2 separate regions of the Mus musculus genome follow, and region 1 is linked to region 2. Evidence: chromatin contacts called from public Hi-C data. All regions are on one chromosome and are shown on one strand. Each heading gives the region's core, a stretch centred on a gene start, on an enhancer-like site or on the middle of the called end of the contact. The rest is flanking DNA. Distances are from core to core; before and after follow the strand shown.

What was found. Hi-C and Micro-C count contacts between places; a contact is called where the count stands out from the background.
Region 1: a Hi-C map of uterus shows a contact between it and region 2, with 2.5 times the contacts expected there. The contact joins two enhancer-like sites. A contact is called at or near these places in 1 of 484 Hi-C or Micro-C datasets (uterus) and 1 of 115 datasets of contacts at active chromatin or transcription factors (differentiating embryonic stem cells).

Annotation. Positions count from the first base shown.
Region 1 is chr1:82,473,690-82,479,541 of GRCm38.p6, forward strand. All of the region lies in intron 37 of Col4a4 (collagen, type IV, alpha 4), which reads right to left. Among named protein-coding and RNA genes, the nearest start is that of Gm46095, 100 kb to the left of the region's middle. Within about 2 kb of position 2,787, at least 54 of the 459 cell types and tissues checked have an H3K27ac peak or open chromatin away from gene starts, as enhancers often do. A contact at or near this core is called in uterus, where this site is marked.
Region 2 is chr1:81,741,606-81,747,649 of GRCm38.p6, forward strand. It overlaps the pseudogene Gm5530. Among named protein-coding and RNA genes, the nearest start is that of Mir6344, 390 kb to the right of the region's middle. Within about 2 kb of position 3,171, at least 100 of the 459 cell types and tissues checked have an H3K27ac peak or open chromatin away from gene starts, as enhancers often do. A contact at or near this core is called in uterus, where this site is marked.

The sequences.
Region 1 (5,852 bases), core at 1,537-4,036, 730 kb after region 2:
CCTCCATAGGGCTCTCTGGATAGGTTGCCTATATCTGGCTGTGCAATGGTTGTGTCTTTGGGCAGCTGCCTCCCTGGATCAAGGGGAAACAGTGCAGGACCAGGCCTTCTTAGTCTTGCTATCCCCACACTAGTCCCCCCCCCCAACATAGTTCCTATGCCTTACAAGCATTGAACAAATGCTTGTTGACTCAAGGAGTGAATTACAGAGAACGAAGAAAGGACAGCAGGGGCTGGAGAGATGGGGTGAAAGCTAAAGAATGCACTACAGCTTCTGCTTGCATGCCACATTTTTCTCTAATACATTTATGGGATGAGTATGATTCAGAGACGTTAGAGACATCTACCTATAGGGAAATAACTTGAATGCTAATTGCTCTTTGTTAGGTAAAGCAAATTCACATGGAGAGTCCTTATTGGAGGATGGCTTGGTTACTGGCTCCAATCTGTTTATCAGCAGTACTTGAAATAGACAACTGTTATTCTCCTTTTAAGATCTCAAATTTAGATCCATTCAAATGAGCCATATTTTCTTGCACCGAAAAAGGGGGTGGGGTGGGAGTGTGTCCTTATTTTCCCCAAATCTTTTATTTTCTAACCACTTTTCACAGTCCTGGCTGGGTTTGTTTTCCAATCTCCTTTCCTATTTTATGAGCCAGTATTTCAAGTTTGCACCAAAAGAACACAACGACCTTCTTCATCTGCCAAATCTGGATATTTATTGCAATCTATCTAAAATGATAATAAATTTTTCGAGACCACATTGCTGTTTCTACATGTTTTGATCTCCAGTGTTGGCCACCAAGATTGATGGCCTGGGGACTTGGCTAAAGAAAGGCTGCCCTAGCCTCTGCCAACTCTCCATTGTCACATCGACACATCCAGATCCTGGGCTGTCACAGCCCAGCCCCTTGCCATTGTTGAACTGGCCGACCCTTATGTGACCCAATGTTATCTTTCTAAATTGAATGCAGCTACATCTGGGCAGGGTTTTAAGCATAATTTTCCCCTTTTACTGAAAGCTTTTATCAATCCCATCTCTAAATCAGGAAGTTGTTCATGCATAAAATATATACAGTACAGATGAAGGGCAATTAGGCTAACAAAGCACATTCCTGGGTAATGAGGAATTTTTATTCACCTCTCTGATAGTCCTTCTGTTTAACAACCATCATTTAAGGCTGCACCCGGCTGCACTCAGGGGCCAGTATGCGTGTTCTTCCTCTGGTCAGTGACTCTAACCTCCACCCTAGCACACTGTGTCACATAGCCCACTCTTGGTGACAAATTTCCCACCCTCAGGTTATGGTTTTGTTCTAAAGCTAGAAAAAGGCTACTCTGCACACCCAGGGTACTGGTCAGATTTACATTTTTATAGGGTGACTGTCTGTCTGTCCCTGTTGGGCTGGAGCCTTTAGCGCTAGAGTTTCCACATCCTGAGAGAATCCCACGCAAAATGAAGCAGCTGGCCACCCTGACTTTAAAGTCGATGGAGAAGTGAAATCTTCACAACTCTAGGCAAAGGTTGAAAAAAACCCTTGAGAACTCTTATCAACGAAAGATTCCAAAATAAGAGTTAAACTAGAAACATTTTTTTTTCCTTAGCAAATAAACAAATACCTATTGAAAGGATAAATATGGCTTCCCAATGCATAGAGCTCCACACCCCGGGAGTGTATCCCATGACAGGCCTCGAAGAGACAATGGGAAACAAGAAAGACACAATCCCTAACCTGACAAGACAAAGAGGCAATGACATCCAGCGTGCTAAGTGCTGGGAGACAGGAGAATAATTTAGTTACAGAAACTGGGGGGGATGCTGCTCTGATTGTCATAGCTCTGTGACAGAAGGCATTTCCTTCCTCATAGAAGACATCGCCAAGTACCTTTCAAAAGTAAACTAGCAGGGCTGGGAAGATGTTTCAGACAGTGCTCCCCATACATGGATGAGGGCTTGCGTTTCAGTCACTCCAGCATTCATACTGAAAAAAGAACTGGGTGCGTATATGTAACCCCAGCTATTATAACCCAATTCGGGATCTCTAGTTCCAATAAGTGTCCAGTTAGGGTTTTTGGGTTTTTTGGTTTTTTGCTTTTTGTTTTTTGTCAACCTGACACAAATTAAAATCACCATGGAAGAAGAACATCAATTGAGGGTAAAAGTTCCTATTTCAAAAAACCCAAAACCCAAACATGGTGGAAAGCAATTGAGAAAGAGAGCCGGCATTGACCTTTGACCTACATAGGCACCCACAGGCCCACAGACAGAGGAGTATACACATGAACACATGTGCACACACTTACCGACCCCCGACACACAAAGAGACACAAAAGTGAATGATTTCACTTGCCATTGGCCCAGGTACCCCTTCTACAATAGACTGTCTCACACACACAGCAGGTGATTCTCAGTAGGTTTCTGTCATTCCCATCTTATGTGGATGTACAACTAGAGATGGGGGGCTTTCCTTTTGAGACCCAAGCAGGACTCAAAACTCCATCGGGTCAGTATGAGCAGAGCAAACCCATCTGAGTCCAGCAGCTGGTTTGTTCAAACACGAAAGTTGGTTTCCCTACCTTACTCGGAACATATTTCAAATATTTAGCTTCTCAGTTCAAAGTGTTTCTGCTGGATCGGGCTTCATTTTTACATCGGCGTGATAAACCGCAACAATGGTTTTATCCTGAGATGTTTTGAGTTTTAATACTGTATCCCACTGTTTGGTTTTGTTTTTACATTTGGCCGGACCGTTTGCTGTGCCGTGTGCAATGAAACAGCGTCCCCCAGTGGTAGCAAAGGAACATTGCAGCAAGGGTGTGTCTAGCGAGTGAAAAGCTCTTTGATCTGTTCCCTTCCAATACCTCCCAGGAAACTTAACTGTTTCGGTGCACACATTAGGAGGCAATTAGCAATTACTTTTAAAGTGATTTTATTATCACATCTATGAGGATTTTTAAAAGCAATGTCATTGTGAGGCTATTTGATAAATGTTCAAAGGGAAAAGGAAGAATATATTACAAGCACCTGCAGGCACTCGGAAATGTTCCCTGTTGTGTGGAATTGGAAGACTGTGAAGAGAAAGCCCTTAACAATGTCAGATGTTTTCTTTTGAATTCCTCCCAAATCCTTCCAGACTGGAAGAATGTTGAAGTCAAAGAGAAGGCCGGGAGGGCTGAGGGGTTGCCAGAGGCAGGAAATGTCCACAGCCGCCAGAGGAAAATCTCAGCACAACAGTATCATTGTGCTGTGTGAAACCTTAACTCCGTCATGGGTCGCCTGGTTTTCACATTGCTATGGAGAAAGTATCAAGAGACCATTTGTTCTAACGATCACTCCCGTCAGGTTACTTCCTTGCCAGTAAGTGCTCCAGGGTGCTGGAAACTTCCAAAGGAAGAGTGCTCCTTCCTTCAGCATTGCTCTCGGAGGGATGCACACGGACCCACGGCCTGTTGAAAGGCTAGGAGTCTTGAAAAGCTGAGATGGGAAAAGCAGAAGGGCTGAGGGGGAAAAAAAATGAATCTGGATTTTTTTTCAAAACAATAAAATGTTTAATTCCAGACATGGTTTCTAGTTCTTCCAATAAGTACTTTGAGTTTACTAACATTTTATATGTGTGTGTGTGTGTGTGTGTGTGTGTGTGTGTGTGTGTGTGTGTGTATGTGTGTGTGTATGTGTGTGTGTATGTGTGTGTGTGTGTATGTGTGTGTGTGTATGTGTGTGTGTGTATGTGTGTGTGTGTATGTGTGTGTGTATGTGTGTGTGTATGTGTGTGTGTATGTGTGTGTGTGTGTATGTGTGTGTGTGTATGTGTGTGTGTGTATGTGTGTGTGTGTATGTGTGTGTGTATGTGTGTGTGTATGTGTGTGTGTATGTGTGTGTGTATGTGTGTGTGTATGTGTATGTGTGTGTGTGTATGTGTGTGTGTGTATGTGTGTGTGTGTATGTGTGTGTGTATGTGTGTGTGTATGTGTGTGTGTGTATGTGTGTGTGTATGTGTGTGTGTGTATGTGTGTGTGTATGTGTGTGTGTATGTGTGTGTGTATGTGTGTGTGTGTATGTGTGTGTGTATGTGTATGTGTGTGTGTGTATGTGTGTGTGTGTATGTGTGTGTGTATGTGTGTGTGTATGTGTGTGTGTATGTGTGTGTGTGTATGTGTGTGTGTATGTGTGTGTGTGTATGTGTGTGTGTGTGTGTGTGTATGTGTGTGTGTATGTGTATGTGTGTGTGTGTATGTGTGTGTGTGTATGTGTGTGTGTATGTGTGTGTGTATGTGTGTGTGTATGTGTGTGTGTGTATGTGTGTGTGTATGTGTGTGTGTGTATGTGTGTGTGTATGTGTGTGTGTATGTGTGTGTGTGTGTATGTGTGTGTGTGTGTGTGTGTGTGTGTGCGTATGCGCCAATGACCTGGAGATGGCTGGGGCTAAAGAGGGGAAAGAGGATATGGAGCTAACTTGTCAGGAGGCAGACAAAGAAAGTGTGGCCTCTTGCCTGCTGTTTGATCCCCCGACTTCATAACTATATAACTACTTATTCATCAACCAAAATACTTATTGTGTATCAGCTGCTACCAAGGGCATTATTGAAAGGTTTTGCTTTTCAAAAAGTCCCATTCTGTTTGTATGAAAGTCCTGTGTAGGTGTTATTGTGAGAGCACAAAGAAAAAGCATTTATCTAGAACAGGAGAAATGGACCAATGGGGGAGGGGGACAAAAGAACACAGGGAAATGAATATTTGTTAGCAGTAAGCACTCTGGGGTGCACCTTGTTATAGCCTATCCAGACAAATACTCAGACCACTATTGCCTCTAAAAGCCAAAAACGACAACCATGACAAGTATTTCTATGTCTAGCAAAGACAGTGCAGATAATCTGAGCAGGTACTTTCTCTGGAAAGCCTTCTTATCTTCCTACCCCTTACCTCAATCAGTACACATACATTGATGTATACAGATACTTTAAAGTCTGTCACTTTCTTCTGTGTCTATCTGCAGTTCACTGTTCTCCTATTTCTGAACGTTATCTTAATCAATACCCACAATGCTGAAAACATTTTGCTGTTGTTGGGCATTTATTTCATATCATGGACTAGCTAGGTTAAAAAATGGTGTTTGGATATTATATACATGCAAACAGAGGTGATCTATATACTCCATAAGTGTGATCGACAGACAGTGTTTATAGCACCTTGGAAACTCAAGAAATGGGCATTGGTGTGATTTCAAGTTTTTAATTGTAGCTGGTGTCTAAGGAGTTGAGTGATGGTAGAGCTGTTTCTGCGAGTTAAGCTTTCCCTGGCAACCTGAGTGCTAGGCTGCTTGCCTTGTGTGACTGGATGCCCTTATCACATCTGGATGAGAGACTCTAGGGCCTCTGCAATGTCTCCCTCTCTCTCTCCATCACGCAACAGCTCTGCTTTGTCCCTCGAGTCACTTACGCGCATGGTTCAAGGCTGACCTTAAAGACGTTTTGTTTTCTCTTTTTTATCTGTCTGTGTGTCTCTCTATCTACCATCTATCTATCTATTATAAAATTATTTATAATAACATAATACAGGCAAGCATGCTTTAATTCTGAAGTTTCATTTACGGGGATCACTCTCTGATGCCCTCCTTGCCAGTTCTCAGGGTTCAAGTGCCTGCCAGCCCTGATGCCATGGTTCAGACATGGATCGTGTCCCCCTAGGGTTCATTTGTGAAAATATAATTTACGCGTAAGGCGTTAAGCATCCAGAAGCTGACCCCATGTACTATTGTGTCCAAGGCCACGCCTGTCTTTCTTATGAAATAGCTCATGAAGACTGGAATCATATACATTTTCTTAAAAATGATACTCAACACTTAACCCAACAGA
Region 2 (6,044 bases), core at 1,921-4,420:
TTATATTTAATGTGTAGTTTTATATTAAATTACAATAGCATTTACGTTTCCACAAAAATGGGAAACGAAAGACAAAGTCAAAGTATGTTTTCATAGAGAAGATCATTTCTATGTATATAAATTCACATAACTGTTTTCCCAAATTCACAGTGAAAACCTTAAGAATGTATAAAAACAAATACATGACAGAATTCTAAAAAATAAACTCTAATTTGGGAGCATAATTGTACAACAGGGCACCCAGGCATCACAGGTGAGTTGATAGAAAGTTATTTCAGTAAAGGAAAAGAAGCCACGGTGTGTGCCTTGTGATTCCTCAGTTTCCATTCAGGGTCCATAAAATTGTCGTCCTTAAACCTCAAGAACTCTCAGGGAGCTACTACCATGCTCCTGATCTTTGTTCCTCGTTTCCAGTTCTTTCAAAAAACGTGAAATCTATGAGGAAACAAGCACCAAGCATCACAGCTTTCATCTTCACATCCAGGTCTAGCGGGAACTGGACCCCAAAATTGTCTGCATCCGTGAAGGCCTCTCTCACAAAACCAGACCACTGCTTAGAAATTTTGCCAACTACTGATTCTTCATCTAGAGATTTGAGCTCAAAGTCAATGTCGGAACAGCAGCTACACACAACACACGAACCAACAACTTTCAGAACATCCTGCTTCTTCTCATTTTGGAGAGTGAACTTGGGCAGACATGGGTGCCAGGTCTGAGTTACATAACCTACTGGCACCCCAGGAGGAGCCTGGATTTCTATCTCCTGGAGGCAGCAGGGGAAGCAGCAGTAACTGCATCTCAGAGGTCTCTCCAGAGTCATGACTTCTCGGCCCAGGTTATCCAGGATCCTCAAGGTGAAAGGTCTAGACGCCCCACGGCAGTTTCGGGTACAGCAGTCAGTATCTTCCACTGCAAAGTAAACTCTCTGCCCGAGGCTGTTCTTGATTTCATATTTGTTATTTGTTTCAAAGCCTGTTAAGACTTCCAGAAGCTCAATTTGCTGATGAACCAGAAGCTGATCAATCTGAGCTAAGTATTCCAGCCCTGGTGGACAGTTCAGTGGAGGAGGGGGGGCTGGCATCCATGGGGTCCCCCCAGGCCCACCTGGATGATTACATGCTGGCTGATTTTGGACAGGAAAGCCACTAGGGCCACCACCTGCATAACCTCCTGGTGGGACTGGGTAACCAGGTTGGGGCCCTGGATAGGGGCCCGGAGGCCCTTGGTAGCCAGCCTGGGGTATGGAGTAAGCAGCACGGTATGAAGGTCCTTGGAAAGCTGCTGGTGGATACAGAGGGGGATACCAAGCTGGCATATATGTTCTTCCGGGTGGGAGCCTCAGTTTGCTTGCTGTGGTTTTCCATGATTTAAACAGTTTCTGAGGCTTCTTCTGTTCTGAAGTCCGTGAGTCCCAATCCCTTCTAGCATAGGGTTTTACGGTTAAAAGAGAAGCCAATATTGATTTGATAAAGAAAAGAAAGCAAATGGTGACTACAGGATCCACACAAAGACACTGAGGCCTGAAGAAAAAAGGAGGCCTCATATGCATAGTAATATTCATAGTTGGAATGCCAGAGGAACAGTGGTCATCTTTCTCTCTCTCTCTCTCTCTCTCTCTCTCTCTCTCTCTCTCTCTGTATGTGTGTGTGTGTGTGTGTGTGTGTGTGTGAGAGAGAGAGAGAGAGAGAGAGGATCAAATCAAGAGCATTTTAAATTTACTTACTTAGTTAATTTGTATCATGCTATAAATGTAGTTCTGTTATCTATTATGTAGCCAGGACTAGTCTCCAATTCATGAGTATTATTCTGCCTTAGCCACCAGAGTGAATAAACGTGAATGACCACACCCAACTCTGAAAGATATTCTTATCCATTCCAAATCCCACAGCCAACTATCCTGCAAAAGGGGCCCCATTATGAAGTGATGAGACTAACCTTTTATGTGATGATTGTGTGTAAGCCAAAGATGAGAGCATATCTCCCAGACTGGGAAAACGATACTGTCATTTCCTGAGAATGTGAAGTATTGGTGAGGCACTGCATATCAGTGAGTAGAGCAGAAAACCCTTCCTAGACTTTCAGAGTTTGTAGAATAATGAACTTATCCATGAAATGCAAAGAAGAGAGCGGTAGGAAAGCCCAAGCCCTTGAACAAGACACTCCAGAAAGAATGCTCCTGCAAGAGAAGATACCTGACAGGACACTTGTAGAGTTTGATGGGTGAGAAAAGGATGGGTGTGAGAGAGATGGCTAGAAGAGGGAAGCAAGCTTGGGTAAGTAGGTCCAAGGAGTTGACTATGTAGCTTGGGAAAATTTGCTGAGGCAACTCAAAAGAGGATTTTGTTGCTAAATTTCAGATCAAGAAGAGGAACAAACCTCATGTAACCAAGTTGGCAATCAACTTAAGACAATGATGATTTTTATAATAGAATCCATATCTTGGGCACTCTATCAACCAATAATCTGATTCTGTAATTAAAACCATAAGACTCTCCAAACTCTCATTTGAAAGAATAGTAGAAGTATTAATAAATGCTGTGATATTTGACACCCTTTCATCTCTATGATGGAGCTGTAAAAATGAATCTGGATTAGAACTACCAACATTAAACTTGAGAGGACTAAGCCAGTTCATACTTTGATGGCTCTGCTTATATGGATGAAAGAAAGCCAGTTCTCATGGCACTGACTTGGCTTCTCCAGTTTCTCAGAAAGAAGAAAAAGCCAGCCTTCTGCTGAGGGTCAGGGTACTCTCAGCTGGGAAAAGCACTATGTGTTGTATTAATAAGCTCGCTATACTATTGCCTTTTCTTGCTCCTTAATGCAGGCCCAACAAAACATTTCCTTGAAGTGTACTACCTCTGAAAGTATATGTGGAGACAAACTACTGCGCAGCTGAAGCATTTTCCCCCAAAGCCCACCGCCTACAAAAGTCACCGCACTTCCTTCACTGGGAGCGAGTCTGTTAGTAGCATTCTCAGGACAAATAAATGAGGGCAGGTGTAAATTGAAGGAGAGTAACACCTGTCCCTGCATCTGGCCAACAGACCTCGCTTTAATGTGCTGTCTGCTGAGAAATTGAGGCGTCTCGTATTACCCAGAGGCCTTAGTCTACACTGGAGTAGGCAGAAAGGAATTCTGTGACCAGAAGATGTGAGGCTTGGCTGGCTGCCAAGAACAATAACGAGCAGTACAAAAGGAAAAGGTTTGTAGAGACAAAAGCACTCTATCACAGAGCAACCCATAGCTTTGCTGTTTGAAGTAATGAACCCCCCAAACGAAAGACCCAACTGGATTAACAGCAGGCTGCTCCCCTTTTACCTTCTAACACTGCCCTGGCTGGTAACTTCCTGTTGACACCAGAATGAAGGGAGTTCTTGTGCCAACAGCAAGCAGTGTCTCCATTTGGGGACTTTCTGGCTGGTCACAGAAAAGCAACTTGGAAGATTTATGCCCCCATTTGCTTTCCATCCATTTTTTTTCCATTAAAGGGGGGAATTTAGAGCAAAGTTACCCATGTAACTCCAACCCAGTGCTGGAGAAGTCTTCGCTGACTTGCAAAATATCAGCAGAATCTTGTGCCCAGTAGGAACAGAGGTAAAGTCCATAAAACTTGTGTGCAGTTCATTCCACGTTGTATCAAGCAGTGGCTTTACCCCCACAGAGCATACCTAAGTTCAAATAATTCGAACAAGTACAAACAGAGGACATGCTATTCCCAAGTGGGCAAAGTTTATAAACTCCTAGCGGAGGGAGGTGCTTAAGGAATACACAGTCACAGAGAAACTACCGAAGCCATCGGGAGAAATAGAAATCATAGATAGGCTAGAATTTATAGAGAAAATAGCTTCTACAAGTCGTAAGCCACAGGTCCTGAGTGTCTTTAGGATGGCTGAGAGTGAGATCAGGCTTACACGCTTCATGCAACACGTGGTATCTGCAGGCCAAGAACACAGCAGGGTTTTTTCTCTCTTGAGCATTGTAACCAGAGACAAAGCCAACCCAGTCCCAACCAAGGCATGGATAAAGGGCAATAATATGGGAAAGGTACCAGCAGATTAAAACTCCCAGTGAGCCTAACCGATTGAAATGGAGCTGAGATGCAGTGAAGGGTGGCTCAATAAGCCCCCCCCCAGTGAAGCTTCAGACAGTCCCTGCAGGGGCGAGTGGAAGGGTCAGCGAAGCAGGAAGTATGGTTGTGAGAGAGCTCCAGCACCAAGCTTTTTCCTCCCCGACTTTGGCCGGATGTGGGTTCTGAACTATCCCAGATGGAATTTATTGGGTCAACAGTATGTGAAATGAGGAGTCCTGAGCCTAAGGAGGAAGCAAACACCCTAGGTGTCCAGTCTCAAATATTTTGGCAGGGAATTCGGACAGAAGGGGGAAAATCATTTATTCATGGAAACCCCTCAGCGGATTATTTTTTAAATACCAAGGTATCATTTTCTGTGGTACATGCAGCGTTTTACTGTTAGCCCAAAGAGAAAAAGAAAAGAAGAAGGAAAAAAAAAAAGATCTGACTTCATAAAACCCTTACTTAATAGTTCTTGGCTTAAGGCATTAATGGCAGGGAAATGCTCATGAAAGCACATGACCATGACTCTAGCATAGTGGATTCATGTTTCAGTTTGCTTCCTGTGTAAACCACGAGAAAATATAATAATTGTAATCCTCCCCCTCCCAGGCACATGTGCACACACATGAATACAGATTCTTTATACTATTAAATGCATATTTATTCATGTTTCTCACATCTGTATCCTCCCTCCTCTACCATCCCAAGAAACCATGGAAACACACCTATGGGTCAGTAGGCCATGCCAGGAAACTTGCAGGTTGAGTGGATTCAGAAACCCTAGGACCCTGAGACCTGAGGATGGTAGGCATTTCACCTACTCCTCACCAGGTCCCTTTCATGTGACCACTGGCACCCCGTGGAGAGGATCTTCCGCAGTCAGTCACATAGGGGTAGCACCCAAGCGTCACCATATGCAGATGAGGCATTCTAACATCTCAGATCAAGCCAATAGGAAACATCTGCTTTTAGACCACTACTGACCCCAAAATGTATATAAGAACCTGACCACAAGGAATAAAGGTGTGTGAATTACTTTGTCAAAGACCTTCTGAGAGCATCTGTCATTTTAGAGCTGTAACACTTTGGGGGGAGAGAATTCTCTCCCAGAGCTTTCACCACTTGGAGTTGCCCAAGGCTACCGCAGTCACCTTCAAGACCTTGGCTGCCCCCCCTGGCCCCAGTGTGGAGTCCCAGTGTTGTACTGGTTCTGGAGCAGTGGTGAACAACTCTTTGGTAGTTTAGCTGGGCCAGAGCTCCGCAGATAGCATCCAGTACACAGACTGACACCCACCCCTTTCTCTGCTTGTTCTGGGTAACTGAAACACCCGTGCTTCAGCGCTGACACTACTGAATGAGGGGTGGGCATGCATGGTGGCTCTCACTGAGTCTGAAAATATTCCATCTTAAGTTCTACAGGCTGTTGTTGGCTTAAGAGTATGCACCCGACATATCTCATGTTATTGTCTATGTGCTCTGTCTGCCGTCAGCAGTTTACAGTCAAATAACAATTAAATCACTGAAGGCAGGATCTGTTTCCATCACTCTTAGCACTTCCCAGTATCGTTTATGTTGAGCCAGTCCCTTGCCAAGTATCAACACACTCACATGAAAAGCAGCTTTTTTTTTTTCAGACAAAATACAGAAATGTATGGTTTCTATAAGGCTTAAAGAAGCACAAATTTTCAATGGATATTCATATTTTATTTTATTTATGAGTTGGAGAATTCATGTGAGATCTGATCTACCCCTAGTGTTTCTTTACCGTGGAGAAGCCATATTGTAATTCCAAAATTACACTGGAAGTCAACTGCTTGAAGTACCAAACCCAAACCGTTCCTGTCTGCCATCACATACATAAAATGATGTTTTCTGAGAAGGCAGAAGACTGGCAGGAAACATAATCTTCACTTAGTCCCAAACTTAGATTTTTCTTTCCTTGGGAGCAATATTTCATGACTTGTTCACT